2 separate regions of the Neogale vison genome follow, and region 1 is linked to region 2. The links are chromatin contacts, called in public Hi-C maps. All regions are on one chromosome and are shown on one strand. Each heading gives the region's core, a stretch centred on a gene start, on an enhancer-like site or on the middle of the called end of the contact. The rest is flanking DNA. Distances are from core to core; before and after follow the strand shown. Region 1 overlaps FLI1 (Friend leukemia integration 1 transcription factor). Region 2 has its middle 300 kb from the start of ETS1.

Region 1 (7,205 bases), core at 3,453-5,952, 530 kb after region 2:
TCATCATGGATCTTGTAGGGTTCAGTATGATAAAAAAAATAATCATGGACTTAACCAGTTAATGCTCTGGCTGGAGACTGAGAGAAAATAAAGGCAGGAAGCTTATAACCTTATTGTAGGAGGACCTGATTCAGTGGATGGCAACTGGAACATTGGTTGTAAGGCCAGTGAAGTTTTCACCCAACTGGAATTTAAAAGAAAGAACATGTGTGTGTGTATTTAAGAAGCCGTGGGCATTGTCAAATCCCTCCCAGTGGGCAGTATGTGCTAGGCTGACCATCTCTCTGGAAATAGTCAAGATATGAACTTAAGAAATGTTAATGCAAATGCAGACATTACTGAAAGACAGAGAATTAAATAATTTTTTTTTTTTTTAAGTAATGACAGTGGGTCCCAGAACTTTGAAAAGTCACAGGGATTTCTGAACACAAGCAGATTCGCAAGCGCTGTGCGTTTGTCCGACCACCGGTCCAGGGTCAACCAATCAGAAGGCAACTTACTGTATAAATTATGCAGAGTTATTTTCCTATATCTCACAGTATTAAAAATAGATAATTAAAAAAAGTAAAAATAAATAAACGAGTTGACCTCGGTCACAAAGACAATTTTACTATCAAATCAGTCGTTATTTTTTTAAATGTAATTTGTACATCTTTTGTCAATCTGTACATTTGGGCTGTTTGTACGTTTTTATAGCTGGTTTTTAAAAAGCATAATGTGACTATTGCTAAAAAGAAAACAGGACGTTTGAGTCACTGACTTTACTAGAAAGAGAAGCACCATGCAGTATTTAACGGGCGTGCACAAGGAGGTGAAGGTGAACCATTCAAATCGTTAATGCTTTGGAAATGTTTGTAAATAACCATAATGCAATAATCACAACTTTGAAAAGAACAAGCAAACTTTCCCTTGTGGATACGAGGGATTTTCCTGTCCTATATATGCAATATATTTTTTAGATATTAAAATATATATAATTTTGCAGGTAATCATTGACTTTTTTAAAACTATATTAAGTGTTAAGCTGACAACTGTCAATGAAGACTATGTTGTAAAATAATTTGACTAAATAAATTGTGCCTTCTTCTCTCAGAACTGAGAACATCGTTGCCTTATTTACCCCTAAGTCAATTAAAGGGTTTTCCCAGGGGAAGTTCCCAATTGAAACTCTTGCACTGTAAAGGCTTTTTCATATGTACATACTGCCAGAAAGCAGAAAGTACAAAATCGGTGTGGTTTTTGTCATTGTTTGTATTAGTCACTATTCTCCAGAGAAATAGGACTGTAAGATGCACAGTACTGATGGAGATTTACTATGGGGTCGTAACTCACAAAATCGAGGAGACCAAGAAGTCCCACCATCCGCTGTCTGCAAGCTGGAGATGTAGGAAAACCAGTGATGTGTTCCAGTGTGAGCCCAAAGGCCTAAGAACCGTAGAAGAGAATGGTGGAAATCCTAGCGCGAGGGGAAGAAACATGCCCCACCTCAAGCTGGCAGACAGGAAGCAAAGAAGTGAATTACTTCTTCAGCTGCCATTTTGTTCTAGTCAGACCCTGCATGGATTGGATGGTGTCCTTGGGCCTTAGGAAAAGCAATCTACTTCCCCTGAGTCCACAGATTCAAATGCTAATCTCATCTGGAAACACTTGCACATATAAACTTACAAGTAATGTGTAACCTGGCAGGTTGATACTTAAATTAACCTTCACATTATTGATGACCTTTGCAGAGAGTTTTTAAAAAATGTTATTTCAATCTTCTTCCAGCCTAAAAGAGTTTTTAGGATGACACCAGGGCTGTGGATAATCTGTGTCTAAGAACCAGAACAAACACTTCCATCCGGGATGGGCCCTTTGTCCATTAGACTTCACTCTGTATTTCCACTGTGCACCTCAAACCCAAGTGACCATCTTCCTGACTTTCCACCGGAGAATAAGAAGGTCCGGTTTCCTCTGATCCCATGTCAGGATCTTATGGCCCACGGAGATTGTTAGGTTCTTTTTTCTTTCCAAGGAAGAAACTTGCTTCAAATTGCTGAACTGTTAGGTAGTTGGTTTTCATTTCCTCTATTTTATAAATGAAAACGAGGGAGGCCTGGAAAGTCTATGATGGTATGAGAAATGAGATGACATCTTCCCCAGGTAGCACTGAGTACCTTCTGGACAACACGTCTACCTAAATGAAATGAGGTGTGCTCCAGAACATTGGTCTCCTTTTTTTTTTTTTTAATTGTACCCTACCATTAAAAAGAAAGTGTTAAGCAAATATTCTCAATATATAAACACTGATTTATAAATCATATACACCAACTATTATCACTATTTATATTATGAAACATGCAAAACAGATAGTTCTCATGAGTAATATAAAAATAAATTGAAACTGAAATTCTGTTTCCTGCCTATGTTCTTTGTCTTGTATATCTCTCGCTGTTAACACTCCACAAGAAAGGTAGTCGTTAAAGGAATGAGTATGTATGTGTACATCTGTATGGGTTTTCCTTCTAAGAAAGGAGAAAGTAAAAATTTGGTGTTTGTGGCCCAAGCATGGAGACAGAAACGATAAAGGCCAGGTATGTTCTAGACTAGTCTAGCTGGATTCTTCTGCAAATCTCCACACCAGCCAAGCAATTTTCCATCAGTTTAGAAATTTGCAAAGTAATCATTAGGGAAGATAGAGGTGCATGTTTCTTGCTGCTCTGGGAAGAATGGGAGTTCATCTTTTTAAGAGGTTTCCTTTATATGCCCTAGTCAAACACTGGCACGGGTCCCTCACCTCAGTGGAAGTCTTAGAACTCTGGTCTAACCTTGTCCCTTGAATTTGCTCCCAACAATGCTTCCACATTTGGGACATCGGTGCCTCACTGACGGGACCAGGACAGCGTTTCTTCCTTCTAAGCGTCTGTGCGGAATGAAGGCCAGCACTCAGTCCCCTGGAATGCCCAGATTTAGGATTTGCTAGCTTCATAAAAGGCATCCAGCTGAATCATGGCAGAGGACAAACAGGCTCTTCGCCGTCCTGGCTCCTTATTCAGTATTTTCTCCGATCAACCCTCTGAGCCTGTGCCATGAAGTTCACTGCGTCTAACACACAGTGCAAGGCAAGCAGAGAGAGAAGCATAGTAAATCCCGGGAGCAGTTCTCGTGGAAATTATTCTTTCCCAAGCTTTAGCACGCTGGTCAACAGTTCTTTCAAAGAGGAGGTCATTCTTTTGGTTGATTTTGTTTTGTTTTTTGTTTTTTGTTTTTATTTTTGTTTTTAGCATCAAAAAGTATCATTGCCTCCCACACAAAGGAAATTATATATGCAATATCTTGTGTTTTACAACATTTCTAGTGATCAACAACCACTAGAAATTTAATTTAAAAATTATTGTATTTAAAATTTAACCAGTAATATCTGCATGCAATTAAATGTGTTTAGTTAGTCTATGCGTAATGCTAAAGTGTGGGTCCTCGAATGGGATATGACAAGTTTAGAGTAGAGGTCAGGAAGTTCCAGAACTCCAGGGCAGAAAGGAAGATCTGTCTATCCTGGGACGCCTGGGTGGCTCAATCTGTTAAGTGGCTGCCTTCAGCTCAGGTCATGACCCCAGGGTCCTGGAATCAAGTCCCTAACCCTCTGCCTGTTTCTGCCTGCTGCTCCCCCTGCTTGTGCTCTCTCTCTGAAAAATAAGATCTTTTAAAAAAAGAAAGATCTGTTATCCTAAGCCTAGGTTCTGCAGGGCCAAGGCAGTGGTTAGCGACGGCTTAGAAAGCAAAGAAAAACAAAATAAAACGCAGTGTTTTCTGTAGGTGGTCTGTGGACCTAGTTTCACATTCCACTTCCTCAAATACCTATTGAATCAACAACCATCATGTAAATATGTTACCTGGAAACCTATTGAAGGGGCGCCTGGGTGACTCAGTCGTTAAGCATCAGCTTTCAGCTCAGGTTATGATCCCAGGGTCCTGGGATGGAGCCCTGCATCAGGCTCCCTGCTGGACGGGAAGCCTGCTTCTCCCTGTACCTTCCCCCCTGCTCATGATCTCTTTCTCTCTCTCATATTCTAATTTTTTTTTAATTTTTTAAAGAAAAAGCATTGAAAAGGTGCCACTCTAAGGAGCAACCCTTGGGCGTGGCTCTTTTGCTGTCCAGCCCCAGTCCCACACTTAGCTGGGGATCTGCCTCCTGGAGGGTCCCCCACCATCAGCTGCACGACTGGGCTCGTGTCCAGCATGTCCCGAGAAGGAGGCAGAGAAATGGTGCTCGGTATCAATGGGGGAGAGAAGGGCGGTAATAAAGAACTAGGATGGCAGGGGGGTGGGGGGGAGACCAGGGGACTGGATTCTGGTGAATAAACAGAGACTTCAGCCCCTACTCAGGACGAGCTTTGTGTTTCACAAAAAGCACACTGGACACTTCATCATATGGGAAGCTTCTGAAATTGACTACGTACTCCTTCAGCCAGGGAGTCCAGCTAAAGGATTATGAAAGGTCAGCTGATTTCTGGACTACAAATCCCAGTCTCCCTTGGGAGGGGGGGACGGACGCTTCTGAGAGGAAGTGGTTTAGCCAGTCAAACCTCTAGGGCTTCAGCCAATTGAAAAAGGATATGGAGGGAAGCTTTCTGAAAGGAATGTCGGCTCACGTGCCTGGGGTCTGTCTCCCTCTCTCACTCTGACTTGGCCTCCTGTCTAATTGTTTCAGTCTGTCTGAGCTGGTAAATTCCTAAGCACATAGTCAATTTACACTTCGCTTAAAAGCTCTAAGGGGAAACAGAAAAAGTTTCCAGTGAGACCACTCACTTACCTACAATTGCTAAACTAACCTTCTGGATTTTAACCGAGTTCATTACCTCCTGCGTTTTCTTAGCGGGAGGAGGGAGGCAATTGAGGTAGATAAATGAACAAGGATATAAAGCCAGGGGTCCCGGGTTCAAATTCTGACCCTTCCACCTACTGGGCAACTCATTGGCACCTTTGAACTGGGGAGCTGAGTAATGTCTCCTGCGAGCTCCCTGATGACCCATGCGGAAAACCCTTTATTAAATACTGTACAGGAAGTATATATAGATATATGTAATCAGTGTTATCGCTAGTATTCGCTAGGTTTTTCCAAGAACTTCTATTAAATCCTCGGTAACTGGTGAACACTTTGTTAGACGAGTGGAGTACAGAGTAGACTTTGTTTTGTGGTCAATAAGACATTTTTCCAAATGAGTGAAAAGTAGAGTAAATTGGATTTTCCAGAGACCCACTGTGTCTTCCCCATCCCTGGGAGGCCCTCGTGCCCCACTTGGGCTTCTGCCCTTTGCTGGCTCTCTCTGTACACCTAAAGACCTCAGAGCAGACCGCCAAGCTGCAGGATGTTACAAATAAAATGAGATTGTTATGAAAGAATGCTAAAAATGCCCTTTGTCAGAAAGGCTGAGTTGGGTTTTTAAGTCAGCTAAGAAATAGAGGCTGGGAGCTGGGATTTTACGCTTAGTAAGCTTGGCTCCAGATTGCAGACCCAAAGCAGCCTGTACGTTCCATGAGAGGAGAGACTAGGGTTTTGTTTGTTTGTTTGTTTTTGTTGTGGAGACAGTAGGCACACAGGAGTGGGCCATCCTTAGACGCTGAGAGAATAAAGAACAGGGACAGAGTCAGAGAGACTTGGGGGTGAAGCCCGGCACTGCCACTCTCCTCATGATAGCATAACCGTATCTGAGCTTGATTTTTCCCATCTGCAAAATGAAGATTAGAGTCCTAACTGTACAAGGTTATCAAAGGGGTTAAGTGAGACGCTACAAGTGAAAATGATCTGCATGTTGAAAAGAACTATGGAAATACAAGATATCGTCTTGGTAAGTAGCTCTCTGTTCTTCTCTGATATCATAAAATGGAGTTAAATCATACTCCTTAATTTCTGTGTCTGTTATGAATGTACTATTTTAATTTCAAAAAATGGTCAAGGCTCGAAATGGTCACACACTTACAGAAAAGTTGAGTTTACAGAGAACATGTTTTATTGAGCCACTCGAGAGCAAGTTGCCAACCTGAGGCCCCATCACACCCAAATACTTCAGTGTGAATTTCCTACAAAGAACAACATTCTCTGACATAATCCAGTAGGATCGTGAAAAATTAAAAAATTAAGAGAGAGAAACTACTAGCATGGAACCATCAGGCACCATTCACCCTTAGCTAATTGTCCTACTATTGCCCTTTGTAGCAAAAGGATTCTGTTCATAATCTCGATTATACTTAATTGTCCCATTTCTTTAGTCTGCAACACTCCCACGTCTTTCCTTGACTTTCAAGACTTTGATAACATTGAATAGTATAAGCCAGTTATTTTGTAGAATGGCCTTCCATCTGGAGCTGTCTGGTATTTTTTCATGATCAGATCTAGGCTAGGCGTCTCTGATGGCAGTACTACAGAGTGATGTTGCCTTCTCCGTACATGCTTTCAATGTATCCATTATTAATCAAGTTCATATTGTGGTGTCTTCCAGTCTTCTCCACTGTACAGGTACTCTTTTCCCTTTGTAATTAACAATTATCTTGTGGGGCGCCTGGGTGCTTCTGTTGGTTAAGCAACTGCCTTCGACTCTGGTCATGATCCTGGAGACCTAGGACTGAAGCAGGAAGTCTGCTTCTCCCTCTGACCCTCCCCTCTCCTGCTCTTTCTCTCTCTCTCTTATTCTCTCTCCCTCAAATAAATAAATAAAACCTTTTTAAAAAATCAAGTATTGTGGGTAGGTGTTTTGAAATTATAGAAATATCTCATCCATATTTAGATTTCCATGTACTTATTTATGTCTCTACAGACTTAGTTTCTTATCCCCTGAATATATGTTCTTATCGTTGTTTAATGTGATGATGACCTTGCCCCAGTGGGAGGCCATTTAACTCGGCTTCTGTGTCCTTTGATATGTTCCCACCAATCTTTGAGCACTTTCTTATTTTTCCAGCTCTCTGTCCCAACCATGAAATCTGTTGTTTCTCCAAGGGTGACTGGTTCTTTTCCATGAGAAATTATCTTTAGAACCCAATATCTGGGTGCTAGGTGTGCTCATTGCAATTGCACTGTTACTGTTCCCACGCCTTTTCAGGGGACAGAGAAAGGCAACATACATATCTACGTATACATACATCATGTAGACACACACACACACAAACACACACACACATATCCATATCCATACATACGCTGGGTTAGTCATGGTTCTGCAGAGAAA
Region 2 (6,459 bases), core at 1,347-3,846:
ATCAGGAGGCACCCCCACCATCTTAGGGTCAGCTTTCAATCCAGACTTATGGATTCAAACCTACCTCCTCTTCTACGTAAATCTTATTAATGATTTCCTCAAATATTTGTTCATACAAAATTTGGGAGTGATCTTCTACATCACTTTTTTTCTTCCAGTCTCATAGCCCATCACATCCTCAGGTAAGCCTGGAGTCCACATTTACAAAATGCTGTTCTTAGACCATATTCGACCTACATAGTGGGTACTGGTCTATGATGCAATGGGGAAAATAAGACGGTCCAGTTAGTTATGTACAAAATTAAAATGTACCTAGAAGATTGCTCTTCGTTCTGAGACTATGTTCTCTCTACTTCTCATGTGTTAAAACGATCCTATGTCATAGAGTCAAGGGGGTTATGGTGTTTAATTAGTTTGAACATCTTTATGTGGAAAAATCATACAAAGTTTTACTTTTTACTTATCTTTAAATTCCAAATCAAAGAAATTCTGCTCTAAATTGCTCATTTGCAATCCCTCCTTTCCATTCCCACTGCCACCGCCTACCTCAGACTTTAAGTATCTTTTTTTCCTGATAGTTGCAACAATCTCCTAACCAATTTATTGGCTCCCATGCTTTTCTCCTTTTCAAATATTCTACGGACAGACCACTGTCAGAGGAAACTTCCACAACAGGGCCTGGGCAGTGTCAGTCTCCTGTTCAGCACTCCCTCATGCCTCTACCACCATGACAGTGTCTCTCATCTGCTGAGACTCAAGATGGAGCTAAACACTAGATCTGGTATTCAGGGCTTTCAGGGGTCGCATGCTTCCTTGTCAAGACTGACCTAATCACTCTCTTCCTCATGACCTTGTTTTATTTTCATCATGATGTTTATCACTCTCAGGAACCTTCAGGTGTATTTGTTTTGTGCTTATGCTCTGTCTCCTTTTCACACATGTACTAGAATATAAGGTACTTGAGGACAGGAATTTGCTTTTTGTTTGCTACTAAACCATTAAACCTACTTCATAGTATAGGTCTTCTAGAATTAACTGTTGAAAAATATAAATGGTAGGGGGAGCAGCAAATGACAAAAAAAGGAAAAAATGAAATCTTTCTCAATCTCAACACCTCTTCTTAGGCCAGTGGTTCTCAACTGGGTATGATTTTACTCCCAGGGCCAGATGGAGTGTATCTCTTCTTCTCTGTGGCAACAAAGGGAAACTCAGCAGCATGTATAGAAGAATCAGCCCCAACATGCTCTATGTGACTATCCATATCAGAGGACAAGTGTGTGATTTGGAACCCACGGGCTATGGGGGGATGGATCTGCTGGTCTCCCTAACAGTAGTTGCTAGCAGTTAAATAAGTTATGAGTAAAAATATGCAAAGATGGTGAATATGAATAGAGAGAGACGGACAGTCAAAGAAGAGGCTGTTACTCTGGAAAACCAGTCTGCCTTTCAGCAAAGAACGCATAATGAATCAATTGTCAGCTCAGCTCAACTCTTTGTGAATGGAATGCTTTCTGTTGCATGAATGAATACAGTTCCATAATTTACAGAAAGTGACTCAAAATGGGCTGAGATATGAGCATGATTTGACTGATCAATTACTGCATATGTTTTCCCTCCTGTCAGCCACTGTCATTCTGGTTTTATTCTGTCACCCAGATACTAGTGAGCCACAGCCAAGCTGTAGGAGAAACCCGGTCATTTATAATGTAACTAGAGAATTGTCCATCTGTTCTTTCCACATGGAGGGACCATCTTTGACCTGAGGATTAGGGTCTTCAGGCCAGTGAAGGTCTTTCCACTTACAGCCTTCTCCCAGCCAGAAGACTCTTACAGCACTGCGCTGTATATCTGAGCATTGAGAACATCTACAAAACTCATTTAGTTTCTCTTTTGTCTGTTTGCAAGCTATACCAATTTAACCAAGAAAAAAAAATTATTGTGAGAAATATGATTAAACCTTGATGACTTTAGGTAATGTGTTTCTGGTCTTTCAAGTCTTCTGGTCAGAGAGCTTTTTTGTTAGTGTTTTGTTGAGCTTTCTTACAATATTGGGCTAATAAATACCCCCATCTCACTTGTTCTTCTACATCCTGTCTTTTATGAAGCTAGCAGAACCGCTGACCCTTACTTAGGAAAGAGGTGTATGCTGTGGAATTGGCTTTATCAGTTCCCTCTATTATATGCATATTCTGCTTAAGGAATAGGTTTCGTTTAAACAAAAATACCTAGCAGTTTTACTGTAACTTCATTTTCAACATTAAGTTGTCTTTAACAATCGATCCTTCTAGACATAGGAAAATAGTCAGAGAAAGTGCCCTAGTATTCTTAGCCCTAAAGAGAAATATAAAAATAAATCAGATTAAGGTGCAATCCATCCTCGCTCTTCAAACTAGAAACCTAGAGGTAAAATCAAGCTCACATAAAAATTCTGCCCACAATGAAGACTTACCGGTCTGAGTCAAGGGGGAGTCATGTCTTCTAAAATCACGCCACTAGGGGGAGTAAAACCCAGCAATCTGCAATCCACTGCCTTTGCAAGGTTGGCTGTTTCACCTTTCTCTTTAAACAAATGATCCTCAGCTCAGTTGCCCCAGAAAAACACCAGCATCTGGTGTGCTGTGTTTATTCTGAGGTTACTATTTCTAAAAATAGTTTTCTGAAAAATTGCCCTTGCTGACTGGGAAGCACAGAGGCAGGGTGGTGAGCAAGTGGGAGGTTCTCCTGCCTTAGAGGGTCCCTGGAGACTGGGAGTGTGGGACAAGAATATACTTTTTTAAAAGCACAGAACTAGCCTACATGTGAGGGCTGCCCACCTACAGGTGCCCAGGAGGACTGGGGCAGGCCAGATTCACGAACTCTTATAAAAGCAGAAGGTTGGCTAGAAGCTATGGACATCCTCACTGAGCTAGTTCTCTTGATGCCCCCACAAAGGTGACAGGGGGCAGGCAGCTCTGGATGAGAGATTTATTTCAGCCAGTTGGTGGCAGATGAAGGAGGACTTGCCAACCTCTCTTTGTCTTCCAGACAGCACAAGGGGAAGTGTGTGTGTGCGTACATGTGTGTGTGTATGTGTGTTCACAAATATGCTAGAAGGAGGAGAATGGAGACAGCCAAGGTTTGGGGGCTTCTTTCCATTTTCCTCCTCCAACTTTTATCTCTATTCAATCTTCCAATTCCTAGTGAGGAGAGGAGTTACCACTTTTAGAGTCATTTTTATTTTTCTATAGATTCCATTCTAAAATCCCCTATAGACCTGAAGTAAAAAAAACTTCAGTGGTGGAATTTCGGTCCCTCTGAAGGGTATTTGAAGCAATCCTCTGCGCTTCCCAGTAGGGAGCTGTGTACTCTGACTTCTCAGGATCCCAGCCCTGTTTCCAATGGCTCCAGCTTCCCTTTCCTGGCTGTACTACCATGACGCTTCAGCATGAAACCCAACCAGTGTCCAGTGGGCTGGGAGCAGGCTGCAGGAGACACGTCCTGTGTAACACCACACGGTGCACGTGAGAATCTATCGCACACCCTCAGGCTACAGAGAACCCAGACACCTCCCTCTTACACAGACCCCGAGTCACATAGGAAGCAGCTACTCTAGGTGTCCTCCAGGGCAGGCTGCCAGAGGACGAAGTTCTCTGTATCACCCACAGTGAGCTCATGGGACAGTTCAGTCTACTTGGATACTGGAGATGCCCATCCTCTGAACTTTCAGTGCTATTGCTGAAATTTGTAGTGTCTCAGACTTTGTGTGGAGGCAGAAAGAATACCAGGCTGGGTATTGGGAGACTTCTGGCTTCTAGCACCTGCTCTATTTTTGGGGTGTCTAACTCTGGTTTCAGATAGTTCACTGAGCTCCTTCAGGGCTTCATTTCCTCATCCATAAAATGGGAATGTGAGACGAGAGTTTCTGTTACAATTTCCCTGATGCAGAAGGTCCATGATTTCTGGCTGGTGAATGTGGGTTTTTCTGCCATTTCTCTCCCACTGCCTCCACATAAGTCAATAGAGAGAGGTCTGGAGAGAGGTGCACTGCCAACCCCAGGGCCCAGAGCCATGCTGTGTGGGAGGAAGCAAATTTAGAAGGAAACAAGCTTCATTTATTCTGCCTGATATGGTTATCTCTCTGAGGCTTGTGCCCAGGCAAGCGAGATGGGGGTGAGGAGGAAGGGAGGGGGACACACTGTCAAATGTCAAATGTTTAGCTAAGACTTTGAAGTCTGACAATTGAGACTTCCGGTAACTTTTGCCTCTACTTTTGTAAAAGGGAGGGGCGGAGGGGGGAAAAGGGAAGGGGACAGACAGAGTTGAGAGAGAGGAGACAAAAAATGGACCCAAATAAGACATTAAGCATGTCTTTTTCATGCACAGATGAGGAAAATAATATCTAAATTACTTGCAAATGATCTAGGCCTCTCTTCTTTGGCTGCCTTTCTGAGAATCACTGGCTCTGAGCAAACACTGAATTTCAAGCCGTGATGATTCTCCTGTGTGGCCAACAAGCATGTGCTGAGCAGAAGCATGACTGCCTCAACCTGCTGAGAATGGTGTCAGCGTTCCTAACGCCTCAGCCCTCAGAGGGCATGCCACTATTTGAGGGAAATAAGAACTGGCCATGAACTAATGAACAATGATGAGATAAAAGAGTACAAAGTAGGATCCAAGATGATACTTTTATGGGTCAAATACAGACAGAAAACACCTCTAGGAAGTGATCTCGAGTGAGGTGGGAATTGAATTATGAGGTGGATGTGAGTTTGTGCACACACTGAGTGGTCTCTCTGGAAGAATTTTAAAAAGTCCCCTTGAGTTATCAGCCACCTCTTCCTCATCTAGAAATTTAGCCATCCAAAGGCACAAAATGTAGTAGATGGTCCAAATCTCCACAGAGTAACCAAAAGGCCAGGAGAAACCTTATTCAGTTTCAATTCTGATCATTGAATATGGAAAATCAATGAGGTGGCAAATTAACTATCTCTGAAGGTCCCTACTTTTGTCTGTGAAACCTGGGTGTGCCCAGCTCCTAGTGACCATTGCAACCTCACTATGTGAGTGTGAAGCTTAAGAGTATAGATAAGTTCAGGGCTGAGTTGCTGTTGTTTTTTTGTTTTGTTTTGTTTTTAATATTCAAGCACATCATTGAGTTCCTTGGCTTCTCCGCCAAGCAGACAACACCATGCGGTCAAAGAAGGGTTAGCCCTGAGAGGACCTCTGGGACACCAGGCTTGGTTGAATGCTGGCATCAGAAAAGAAAACTTGTTGGAAACTTGAGATACTAGAGGACTTCAGGAAGGGAGGGCCTCAGTGGAGACCACTGGGGGGCTGCTGCCGACACTGTTCTTGTTCACGACGCCTCAGTTCAAGGAAATCGACACTCCCAGAGTGCACGATGGAGAAAAAGGTTCTTAACTATTTCCTCTGGAAACCACCACTGAATGAATGCCAGGTTATCCTAGAATCTCCACTCACTGGTGTTGCATGCTTTTTAGACGGGCAAGGGCTGACATACTGACTGATGGGAAAACTAGCAGAAATGATGGCTATTCTTCTAAACCCTCCACTCACTGGCCAACCAGGAAATTCTCCTGTGTCTGGCTCCAGAGGTCACACAGATTTCTCCTTTCATGCAGACCAGAGAAGAAGCCAAGATGAAAAGCTAAAGGAGATGTGATTTCAGGAACCTCTTTTGCCTCAGTCGGTTCACCGCAGTCCCCCAAACCCTGCCCCCAAGAGGCAAGGGCGGGAATTGCAGGGAACGTCCTTTGGAGTTTTGTCTGCGCAGCCAAAAAATCCCTGGGATTTCAGGTTCCACTTCTTCCTTTCTATGCTCTGTATTCTTACCTCCACAGTCCCTGAGAGAGAGAGAAAGAGAGAAAAAAAATCTTCACAGGGGATAGGGAGTGGAGGTGTGGTGGATGGAGAGCAGGTTTTCTTGCTGAGAGGGGGATCTGTGGAGGGGGTTCCTGGGTTGAGGCTGGGAGCTGGTGGGAGGGGGTGGGCATTCAGAGCCAACAACACTTTCCAGACAGGTTAGAGTGAAGCAGGTGTCAGGAGCAGGGGGCAACTCTCCAACAGCAGGGACTGCAGAAGCCCCCGCTGGATTCCTGGCTGGGGACCTCCAGGCCCACGGACTCCATGCTTGCCCCTTTGTCTCCTGCCCGCTCCCTGCTCTGTCTTCATCCTGAGGAGCCAGCTGCAGCATGTAGGAGAAACAGGCCCTGTCACGGCTGTCTCTAGTGTGTTATTGTTAGTGTTACGTTACAAATCCCGTTTCCATGCCGGGGTCCCTCGGGGGTCATAACCATGAGAGGCCATGACCCTGTCAATAAACAGAACCCCAATCCTTAATGTAACCACTTCGCGTTCACTAAGGCCGGCTCCATGGGTTCGTATATCAGATACTTCTCCCAGGCAGGATCATTTCGGAAAGGCTCCCTTGGAAGTGCCAGGTAGAGGGCAAGTAGAATT

Evidence for each region. Hi-C and Micro-C count contacts between places; a contact is called where the count stands out from the background.
Region 1: a Hi-C map of fibroblasts shows a contact between it and region 2, with 6 times the contacts expected there. The contact joins two enhancer-like sites. A contact is called at or near these places in 2 of 3 Hi-C or Micro-C datasets (fibroblasts and muscle).

Annotation. Positions count from the first base shown.
Region 1 is chr7:117,910,014-117,917,218 of ASM_NN_V1, forward strand. It overlaps FLI1 (Friend leukemia integration 1 transcription factor), which reads left to right. Exons shown (of 10, transcript XM_044258191.1): 10 at 1-1,092. Among named protein-coding and RNA genes, the nearest start is that of KCNJ1, 50 kb to the right of the region's middle. Within about 2 kb of position 4,703, the one cell type or tissue checked has open chromatin away from gene starts, as enhancers often do. A contact at or near this core is called in fibroblasts, where this site is marked.
Region 2 is chr7:117,385,650-117,392,108 of ASM_NN_V1, forward strand. No RefSeq gene overlaps it. Among named protein-coding and RNA genes, the nearest start is that of ETS1, 300 kb to the right of the region's middle. Within about 2 kb of position 2,597, the one cell type or tissue checked has open chromatin away from gene starts, as enhancers often do. A contact at or near this core is called in fibroblasts, where this site is marked.